Linked DNA regions of Gossypium hirsutum: region 2 is linked to region 1. Evidence: chromatin contacts called from public Hi-C data. All regions are on one chromosome and are shown on one strand. Each heading gives the region's core, a stretch centred on a gene start, on an enhancer-like site or on the middle of the called end of the contact. The rest is flanking DNA. Distances are from core to core; before and after follow the strand shown.

Region 1 (5,776 bases), core at 3,078-5,577:
ATTGCGTTTTACAATGTCCATTTGTGAGGGATGGAGAGGAAAAGAGTATACCCTACATTCATAGAAAATAATATCAACTTTTTTGCATACTGGGGTATTAAGGAAGTGGGAGTCAACAGTTTCTTCATGATTGACAATAAGCAAACACATAGACCTAAAAAAATAATAGATAGACAAGGAAAGCATGCGGAAAAAGCCTATGCAAAAACTAAGAGAAAACATAATGTCTCAGCAACTAACTATTATTAAAATCTCCACATTTAAGTGCAATAGAAGCACATAAACTTGATAGTGAAAGTCAATAGTTTATCACAATTGACGATGAGAAAATATATGAACCTCAGTAAAAGAATTGAAGGAGAAAGTATGCAAAAAAAGTGACACAGAAGCTTAATTATGATTTTATAATAATTAATTTTATTATTTTAGTTCTATTTCAGTTTATTTTATAACATTTAGTTTAAAGTATTATTTATATTTCTTGAGGATTAATTTTAGGGTTAATAATAAAACTTTATTTGCAAGAAAATCTATTATATGTATGTTGTAACTAATTTACATCAACAATATTTCTGATTATTATATTTCAATTAATGCAAAACCCTAAGTTTTCTCGAGTTCCATCTTTCTTACAAGTTTGTTTAGCATTAATTCTTTCTATCGCTGTTGTTTTTTTCACTTAAACCACACCAAAAAGCTTATGACAAAACTAAGAGAAAACAGAATGTCTCAACATACATTTGAGCACAACAAAAGCACAAAAACCATTACATTGAGGAAATACAATTATCCATCCCCAAATCTAGATAAAATCAAAAGCAATAAGACAAACCTTATGAAAGGTAAGGCTGGGTCAGCACATCGAGTTCCCGAAGGCAACCTTTCAGCTGCACTTTTCAAGGCACTAGCAAGGCCATTTTGTCCAGCAGGTGTAATTAGAGGATAATAAGATCTTAGTAGCCTTGCTGCTGCACTCCAGGCAGCAAGAGGATCTCCTGCACGAACAGCAGATAGAAGTATCTCTCGCAGCACAACCATCTGCAAGGTGCTCCATTGTGATTCAAACAGTGAAACTACTAACAGATGATGCAATTTTCCACTATCAGCATTCCCTGGTTCAGTTTCCTACCACAGAAGAAAGAATATATTGATGGTTGTTATAGTATGCTAGTTTACAAAGAAAGAACAACTTCAATAAGATTGAAGTGCCTTTATAAAGTCGACAATTCAAAACTTGCTCCATAGTTCCATACATTAGAAATGGAATGTTTTGTGATGGATGCTCTGCTCTGAACACGATATGCTTTGGTGGTCATTCCTAGGACCTGCATGGCACTGGTAGCAGCAAATCTATTTTCTTGTTGTAGGTATAACTGAGCTACCTGCCTTGAGAAGAAGGCAGCTTTTCGTTGATAACCAAGAGTACCAAATAAGCGAGCTATTTCAACATATAATATGAGTCTGTCGTTGGCATCGATCAAAGATTTAGCACCATCAGCAGCATTAGTTAACAACTCCACAACCTCCTTAATCAATTTTCTCCTACAATTACCACAAGAATATAAACAATGTTATTTTAAGAATGCATTTTGACAAGACTTAACACATAAAACTATGTACAAGATCTTGGAATTTATATAGTTTGTCATAAAAGTGTCTCCACCGTATTCTTTAGAAAATGAATAAATACCAACTATCACATTAACAACGTAAAACAATAAAAAATAAATGGGAGTTAGGAAGAGGGGGTTGAATGATACAACCGAATTTTCAAAATGCCAAGATGTATTTCTAATTTATCTAATACAACTTGCAATCTCCCTATAATTTATCTATACCAAGGAGTTAAGCATGTCATGTCCACAACTAACTCAATGAAATTATAATTCCATTGAAAATTGAAACACACCTACATAAAAACCTGGCCAATTTCAAGGTAGCTTCAAGTTCAAAGGTAATGGGTGAAACTCTGCATTTAAAAAAAAAATTAAAAGAGTTAGTTCTCAAAAAGTTAAAGCTAGATAAATTTCCATTGATTAATAAAATATGTGCATAAATCAAACACTTTTTATTATGCTACACAAGATTAGGCTGACAAGAATAAGGTGCATCATAAAGACCTCATCCAATTTGCTTAAAAGAATATTCAAATGAAGATGGGTACAACACAAACATAAATATAACTTAAAAAGTAGGGGAATAGAGTGTAGATGCGAAAATCTAAAAATATGTGTAGTTGAAACTCAAAGAAGGTGCAATGGAAAGACACCAAATACCTCTGAACATTGTCTTGAATGAAGGATTTCCTATAATGCGTAATGACATTATTGTACCGATATCTAACCTCATCCTCTACACCTGTATCCTTCTGGCCTATTTGATCAACCTGATAATAAGGCATAAATAATTATACAGTAGATGAATAAATTTCATATCATATGGGCAAATATTTTATCTATATTATCACTTGCAGTTATGATGCAAAAGGTCAATATAGCCTAATTTAAAAAACATCAACCCCCTCCCCCTACAAAAAATCCTACCCTAGAAAAGTAAAAAGATAATAATAAAGTACAGAAGGAGGAACAATTTAGTCCTTACACATGGGACAAATCCTCAATTAGGAAAATAAAACATCACGAATTCAAATGTGATAAATCTTGGAATTTAACCATAGCACTAAAGTTGGTAGTGGACATAACTAAACATGTGTCTCGTTGTAAAACTTTTATGAGACACTTTTCCAATAGAGATTTCCTTAAAAAAACTTAGCTTCAAATTTCAACAAGTGAGTTGCTAGCCTTATCCATTTGTTTCTGTTCAAGAACATCTATAAAATCTAAACAAGGACATTTAAGGGTCCATACAAATATCATAAATAGCAGATGAGCTTGATTAACATCCTGCAATTACCAGTATAGCACAAACACTACCCTCCAATGCCCCAGCATACCAAAAGTAATCTGCAGTCAACCTGGCTAGCTCTAGTGCAGTAGTATAGTGAGCATTTGCATCAACAGGCGATCCTGCTAACAAACAATAATCCCCTATTGTCTTTTGTGCACGAGCAAGTCTTCGTTTTTTAGCCTTGATCACCTGCATTGTTATTTAATAAAAACAAACACATCACACACACACACACACATGCAGAAGTGCGCGCATACCCACGCCCATGCGCTCACAGACTAAAATGCATAAAACACCTAAACATAAACCTCCTCTGAGCTAAGAGTAGCTTGAGAATCTAAAGGCGTCTTCAGAAGAGTTCCTGAAGATTCTGCTTGAAGAACCCACTTCTCAAATTCCATCAGTAATGAAGCAGCGATATCTTGCATCATTGTATGTAAGTGAAACTCCTGCATTGTACGGTCTGCAGGAGGAAACAAAACCAAGTTCTCCCTTTTCTTACCATCATCCAACTGCAGCAGAAAATAAAGTAATTAGATCACGTAATTCATTAAAAGCTAGGTTTTGTTTAGTTTATTAAGATAAACAAATAGTAAACATAATAAAAGGTTTCAAAAACACAAATCATATCATTCTACTATGTTATTCAGACTTTATTCCCAAAAATGCTCGTATCTTACACCCAATATGGGTTATCATCCTTCAAATTTATACAAAAAACCTAAGCATTCACGACACACTAGAATCTAGGTAATATAACCATTCCTTCGACAGATTACTAATAATTAGAATCCAAGTCAATTTATAATAATCGAAACCAATAACCAGATATCAGCATGTGATTCAATGAGAAGTAAAATAGAAACCTTAATTCTGAGAACTAACTTGCGAATTGCCAGGACAAAAGGCGAAGCAGCGTAGAACTAGAGCCGAAGTGTAAATTTTGCAGGCAGCATTGAATTGATCGATGACGTGATCAAGATCTGGTGACGAAGGGCAGTGGCAAATGCCAATCACGGAGAGGAACTTGCGATAAGGCTGGAAATCTTCCCAAGGGCTAGGCGGAGACCCGCCCAACAAGAATTTGAACTGGAGCGAGCCTGTGTCCCAAGGCTGGTGGGCGAAAGGCGATTTCTGGTGCTCCGTGTAGAAGGAGCTGATGGTTGAGAGAGGGATGGTGTGGTGCGGAAGGAGCATGGAGTGGTAATCCCGCAGAAGAGGAGGGGGGACTTTGCCTATTGGAAGGACGGCGATCCGGATCATGCATGATGTCTCAATGCTCACGTCGGGTTCCATTGCCAGATCGGACGGAAGGGAAGAAGAGGCGCAGTGGTGATAGTGTGGTGGTAGGTGTATTAGATTAGGAACATACGAATCGGTCAAGTCGAAGAGGCACCTGGCCAAGTACGATTCAGGTCGACAAATGGGGTTGCAGTATTTAATTTATTTATTTTGTTTAAAAAATCAGAATATCATATAACAAAAAATAATATTATAATAAACCTAAAATTAAAAAACTAAAAAAACAGGAGACCAAATTCACTAAAATAAAATTAGAAATCTTAAATTCCATATGTGGGAAAGTATCTATAATTACGGATCTATAATTTTTTTAGAAACTGAATATATTTTAATATACAAATTAATTAAATAATTAAATAAAGAGGGAGGGAAGTCAGGAAAAGCCAATCATCCCTAATTACATCAACAGCCTATGATTAATATCTACCTCCATTGTAAAATTACCGCTGTTACTAATTAATTGAAATGTTCAACTAAATATTGTACAAACTATTAATATAATTACCCATCTTTATATTTATGGGTTAAAAAGAATCAATATAATTACCCATCTTTATATTTATGAGTTAAAAAGAATTATGAGTAATTTTAGATATTATTTTTTTAAAAATAAATATAATTAAAACTTATAATAAAATTCATGAGGTTTTTCTCAACTGCTTTTTAACTATTCTAAATTTAAATTAATCTCAGAATGATATATATATGAAACCATTTTGATATTATAAGTAAAATTCATCCTTCACGACAAAGTTCAGAATTTATATATTGTTTTTAGGTTAAATCAACATTTTGCCTATGAACTTGTAATTTTTCTCATCTTAGTCTTTGAATTTTTTTTTTCACATTAATCTTAAAATTAGACAACTTTTTTCAATTTCTGCCTAAAAATATTTTTTTTATTAAAAGGAGATGATGATATGCCATAATCTTAGAATGCTATATTATCACAAGGATCAAAATTGAGAAAATTTGTCAAGTTATATGATTAATGTGAGAAAAAAAAAATTCAAGGATCAAGTTGAGAAAAATTGTCAAGTTTAGAGATTAAAAGCGTGTTTGAGAGGGATTTCACTTGTATCTAGGTTTTTAAATTTCTAAAATTGAATTTACTTATTTTAGTAAATATATGGAAATTTTTCAAATAAGTAATTTTAAAAGAGATTTCAATAGCTCAATTCCTTTTTCAAAATTCCTAAGAATTTTATTTGATTTAATACACATGACCCTCTATAAGATAAAAACAACTTAAATTTCAAATTTCATTTTTATTTAATTCTAATAATTTATATTTTTTTTACAAATATGACGATATCCATGTTGAATATTTTTAAATTATTTATTTTAATATAATTATTTTTTTATAACTCCTTTTTATTTTGTTTTTTTTTTCAAGATATCTACCAGAGCGAGTTCAATAAATAATCATCCACATTTTGTAAATCCATTAAGGAGTAAATGCTGGCTATAAATTTTAAAACTGTTCTATACTCAAGACAAGCATTTATCCAAATAAAGCAAATACAAATGCTTCCTTGTACCATTTAGTAAATAGGTTGATAGTAAA
Region 2 (5,627 bases), core at 484-2,983, 670 kb after region 1:
TCTCAGCCGTGTGGAGGACACGGCCTCTGGGCATAGATGTGTGCCCAGGCCGTGTGAAGTCTGCACCTTAAATGTGGAATCAAATTTACCAAACGGTCTAACACACGAGCGTGTGCCTTGGCCATGTGCCCCTAAATGGTTGCTAACGTTAAAAACAGAATGTCAAGGTTTTTAGACACGGGTGTGTCATGGCCGTGTGAGGGACACGGAGCATGGACACGGACGTGTGCTAAGCCGTGTGAAAACCCCTGATAGCTCAAATTAGGAATTATTTCCACACGAGTCAGGGACATGGGCGTGTCCCGATGTGTTTAGGTCGTGTGAACTGCACGGGCCTTCAACACGGCCATGTCAAGAAGGCCACATGGGCGTGTCGCCCCTTCCACACGGGTGTATGCCCCTGTTTTAAGAGTCATTTTCCAGAATTCTTTAAAGGACTCTGTTTGGTTCCGAATCGTCCTTAAAGCTTGTTTTGGGCCTCGTAGGCCCATAATAAGGAATTCTAGACAAGGTTTGAAAAGTTTTAAATTTGATCGAGTTTTTATGATTTGTAAATGTTGGAATGCATGTGTTTAAGTTTAGTAATGCCTCGTACTCAGTCCCGACCTCGGACTCGGGTAAGGGGTGTTACATTATTCCATTAGACATCCTTAAACTATGTCCCTCACTTCAAAACGTTCTAATTACATCTTCAACTATTGGTGTTGTATCAGTCATGTCCTTTCGTAATTAAAACTGTTAAATGACACATTAAATCTTATGTAGTTAAATTTAAAATGAAAATTTTTAAAAAAATAGAACATTATTGTATAACTTTTAAAGGTAAAAACTAAAAAGAAAAGATAAAAGAGAAGAATGAGTCAACTAAAAGCTTCTATAAAATCTTCAAAAATTTCAAAACTAATATTTTTAATTTACATAACCTCGATAATGAGATGTTTGTTGCAATTATCAAGTTTAAAAATGAACGTCAAATGAATAACACTATTAATTGACTTTTATTCAATTTAAATGTCTTTTAACATTTGAACTTTAAATTTTAAATAAGATATTTGAATATCAAATATGAAATATTCAAATTTAAAAGAAATTCATCATGTATTCAAAAAGAAACTTAATAATTGAATTCAAACCTAATTGCGAGTAATAGGACCATCCAATTACATTCTTCCGTTCTTGGATAAATGGGTGAGGATAGAAAATTACATGGATAATTAATCATGATGACTTTTAAATTTTATTTTTTTATTATTTTTAAATTTACATTAAAATATAATTCATGGTAATTATTGAAAATAAATCCAAAACTTGTAATTACAATATCATACCATCCATTTTAGTGGTTAGTTTTGGTCACGTGATGAACACATTGGATGATAGATTAAAAACGTGTTGTAATAAAAGTAAGTTCATATTTTATACTTTTAAAAGGTTCAAATGGTCCTCTTTTAAATAAATCAATAACTTGGTGAAAAGTAAGGTCAACATTGTTAGTTGTTAATTACTCGCAAATTGCATATAATGATTTTGAGTTTTTCTTTAATAATACAAGTGCTTATACAACCCTAAATGAGCATCCAAATGTAAAGCAAGCTTACTCAACCCTTTTGAAATAATTTGAAAAGCAATTGAAACCCAAAAATATAACCTAATAAATCTAAACTAATTCAAATCCAACTTAATTTAATCATAAAAATCAGAAAAAATCCAAGGTTAAAAAAAGTTGTTGAAATTGGATGTTTAAATAATAGTTAATAGAAAAAAATGCAACTGCTAAATTGTAATTAGAGATGGGTAAATACAAAATTTTCAATGATAACTAAAGGTCGTATTATTTTAACTCATTAATACGGCTTTGTGATAAAAAAGTCATTAGATTGTCAGGTAGGAAATAAAAAGTCTAGTCTCCTTCTTTGTCCATCCCCAGTCCCCATATATAGCTTCCATAAAAAGGCCCCTTCATTTTCGCATACAAACAAAATTAAATAATGTCCCCCCAACGCTACCGCCATTTTCCGCCCTTCCCTTCTTGCTTCCGCCCTTCCGCCGCCGCAGACAACCGCCATATGCCGTCGCCACAAACCGCCGCTAAAACTAGCCTCGCTACAAGTCTCTACGACACAAATATAGGCCTTTTTTCCTTAATCTGGTCCCGCACCTTCCTTGGCCACTCCCTCCACCTCCACCACCATCACCACCACCTTCCCTCTTCTTCTCTCTCCGTCCTTTCATCCTCCGCCCTCCATTTTCATCTCAATATCAAATCCTTTGCTTTTTGGAAGAAAAAAGGTTGTAAAAAACTCAGCAGCGCCACTGTCCCTAATGTGAAAATCTTCTGGGACCTTTCAAGGGCAAAGTTCGGATCCGGACCTGAACCCGACTCTGGGTTCTTCGTTGCCGTCGTCGTCGACGGTGAAATGACGATTCTCGTCGGCGATGCTACCAAGGAAGCTTATACTCGAACTAGAGCTCAAAACCCTGGGAGTAGAAGCAGCCAAACTCTTGTTTTGAGAAAAGAGCACGTGTTGGGGAACAGAGTTTACAGCACAAAAGCCAGATTCGGAGGCAAATTAAGGGATATCTCGATCGATTGTAGGGTAAACGAGGATGCGCAGCTGTGTTTGAGCGTGGATAACAAAAGGGTATTGCAAATAAAGCGGCTTAAATGGAAATTTAGAGGGAATGAGAGGATTGAAGTGGATGGGGTATGGATAGGAGTCTCGTGGGATGTCTACAGCTGGTTGTTCGATAAAGATGGCAACAATGGGCGTCCAGCCGTTTTTATCTTCAAGTTCGAGAACCAAGGCTCTGAAACCATGGAGGATCCTTTCAAGGAGGGTGTGGTTTTGGGGCAGCAAAGTCCGTGTAGTGATGGGATTGAATGGAAGAAGAAAAGGAGAAGCTTGTTGAGGAGTGCTAGGAGCTCTTCGTCTTCGTCCATTTCGATGTCTTCGGCTTCTTCGGGGTGCAGCTCTTCGGTAATGGAGTGGGAAAGCGTTGAGGAGAGTGAGTTATGTGCTCCCATGGGCTTCTCTTTGCTTGTTTACGCCTGGAGAAACTGAAAAGATTGTGCCTTTTTTTTTGTGTGTGTGTTCATAACATTATTAGTCTCTATTTATCACTAACCCCATTTGTTTTTAGAACATAGCACAATAAGTAAATTATAATGGTAGAGATCCATGACTCAACCTTTTACCAATTTAGTAGCTACATTCGATCCCGATTGAATTGAATTCCAGAAGATTTGTGCGTAAGAGACCTCGCATGCCTTATCACTCATCACTCCACCCAACAAGATTGCTAGTTTCTTTTTAACTTTTTAGTTGTAAATTTGAGCCCTTTGGTTGTAGTCTCAGGAGCCATACGCGGATATTTAATGAGCAGAAGCAAAATTTTGCTTGATTTTGCCTTTTTTCTTTTGGCATGAAATTGTTCCTTGTTTAATTTTACCTACCGACTTGTTAGAGTGCTCGACTTTTAATCAGGGAGAGAGGTCGAGAAATTAAAAGAATTTGGAGGTCAAGGTTAAAAAGAATTATGTTAAAGTGGTCTAAAATTGAATAAATAGTTCTTTGGAGTGATCAAATATGCAATTTCTGATAAGCTGAAAAGGATTAAATTGTAAGGACTAAAATGGAAATTATACCATTTATCAAGGGGAGGACTTTGTCCCTGCTTCTAATCCTAGTAATCAGGATTAAACACAGTAAACTGTTATTAGCTTCCGGCGTTATGTTGTTTTTTGCCAACATTATTAAGTTAATTCTTGCATGTGAGATGTGGGTCTGGGGTGTGTGAACCCAGATTGAGATCAGCGACCGACAAAAAAGGTTGAACATGTCCTGGATCTCTGACTGAAAACCGAAAGGTTACTTCGTCGGTCAGTTAGTGAGAGTGACAAAAAATGTCGTACTTGATCCACAACGGCAACCCAAGGTGATGAAAAGTAACCCAACTGTGTCGGGCTTGACCGTGTCAATCTGACAACATGACTGATTTTCTCTAATGTTGCCTTTCTTTGTGGATTCCCACAACGGTTGGCCTTAAAGTGAGAATATGAATTCCCATAAATCTCTTCATTTTATTAAGTATATTACCAATTAATAGATAAAGTATAGTCTTATCACTTTCTACTGACATTAAAATAATAAAGACATCAAATTATATTTTTTATACAAGCTCTCTTTACATAATTGTGATCTTATGAGCTAATAATTTTGATTAAATAAGATCTTATAAGTAGACACACTTATAGATCTAAAATCGAGCAACAATAATTTATAAGAAATTTAAAACCAATATGAAGACGAGTCATGGCATCCTAAAAATTATTAGAGAGAACTAAAGGACTAGACACTTTCTCTCCTAAATAGACTTTCAGCTCTCTTGCTCTTCTTCTTTCTTTAATCTTTTCTTGAAACCCACTTTTTTTAACCTTAATTTGATAACGACTTTCTGTCCTCCAAGTGAACCGTCTCAAACTGCTATAATCTTCTTATATATACAATATTAAAATAAAATAAAAATATTTCCATTCGATAATGTTAATTTAATTGTTGCTCACCTTACAAATTCTTATAAAATTTGTCAGTGTGGCATATTGATTAACAAATAACATATGACCCGGTATATGTTGGTATGATGATGTATTTATTAATCAACATGCCACCTTGGTGAATTTTTGATGCCATCAATGAAAGGATTAAGAATTTTAAATCAAGCAAAATTTTCAACGTACTAAATATAGGAATAAATCTCAAAATTATACATGAATTTGATTAAATATGTATGAAACTCTAATTGTGGTTCAAATGTATATTTGAAACTTTAATATTGATTTAATCATACACATTTAAATAAATAAATACATCAAATTATTTTTATATTAGATAAATATAATTATTTAAGTATGCAATATACAAACATAAAATGATGTTATATCAATAATTTACAAGAATTGAATCAAATTATAAATTTATGTATACAATTACACGTTAAACTATAGTTGGATTGGATTTGAAAGTTTACAAGTAGGTGGGACATAATTGCTGGGGTTTTGGTTTGAAAGGAATGGTATTAACTATTAAGTGGTGTGATAATAGCTTTTGAACGTTTCGATTTAAAATGAGAAAGGAATAAAGTTAAATGTTAGGCTGTCACTTGTTTCATTCATACAATAAAAAAATATTCTTCTTTTTTAAGAAAGAGATGCTAAATATGAACAATAATTGGAATTTCTGATGTTATTGCTATTGCAATTGATTTGGTGGTTTATGGGTTAGTCCCTTTGTTAAATTATTGATTTAGAAGTCATCATTTATATGCAGTAAAATGAAACAAAGAAAATTTAACATAATAAAGAGATTTTATAATTATAGAAAAGGACAATCATTAGGATAAGGAGGGGTATTTGCAATGAATGCCATCCACGTTTCCTTCTTCAAGTTGGAAATAGAATCACAGTTGAAGCAATACAATAAAACAACCCCTTTCTCTCCCTTCTATTGCAAGCTTCAAATTGAGTTGGCTCCAATCATTTGATAAAACCCAAGTTGGGTTATCAAATGTAAGGAAAGAAACACGTACCACAGAGGACAAATTTGAACTACCCATTGTTTCAATCAATG

What was found. Hi-C and Micro-C count contacts between places; a contact is called where the count stands out from the background.
Region 2: a contact with region 1 is called in a Hi-C map of leaf, with 3 times the contacts expected there. The contact joins the promoter of LOC107962928 here to the promoter of LOC107962914 in region 1. A contact is called at or near these places in 2 of 34 Hi-C or Micro-C datasets (both in leaf).

The regions. Positions count from the first base shown.
Region 1 is chrA06:39,143,451-39,149,226 of Gossypium_hirsutum_v2.1, forward strand. It overlaps LOC107962914 (trafficking protein particle complex II-specific subunit 120 homolog), which reads right to left and starts at 4,328. Exons shown (of 9, transcript XM_016899480.2): 1 at 3,793-4,328; 2 at 3,216-3,419; 3 at 2,914-3,096; 4 at 2,277-2,386; 5 at 1,254-1,542; 6 at 833-1,125; 7 at 1-52. The coding sequence starts at 4,203.
Region 2 is chrA06:39,815,470-39,821,096 of Gossypium_hirsutum_v2.1, forward strand. It overlaps LOC107962928, which reads left to right and starts at 1,734. Exons shown (of 1, transcript XM_016899496.2): 1 at 1,734-3,402. The coding sequence starts at 1,989. The coding sequence ends at 3,062.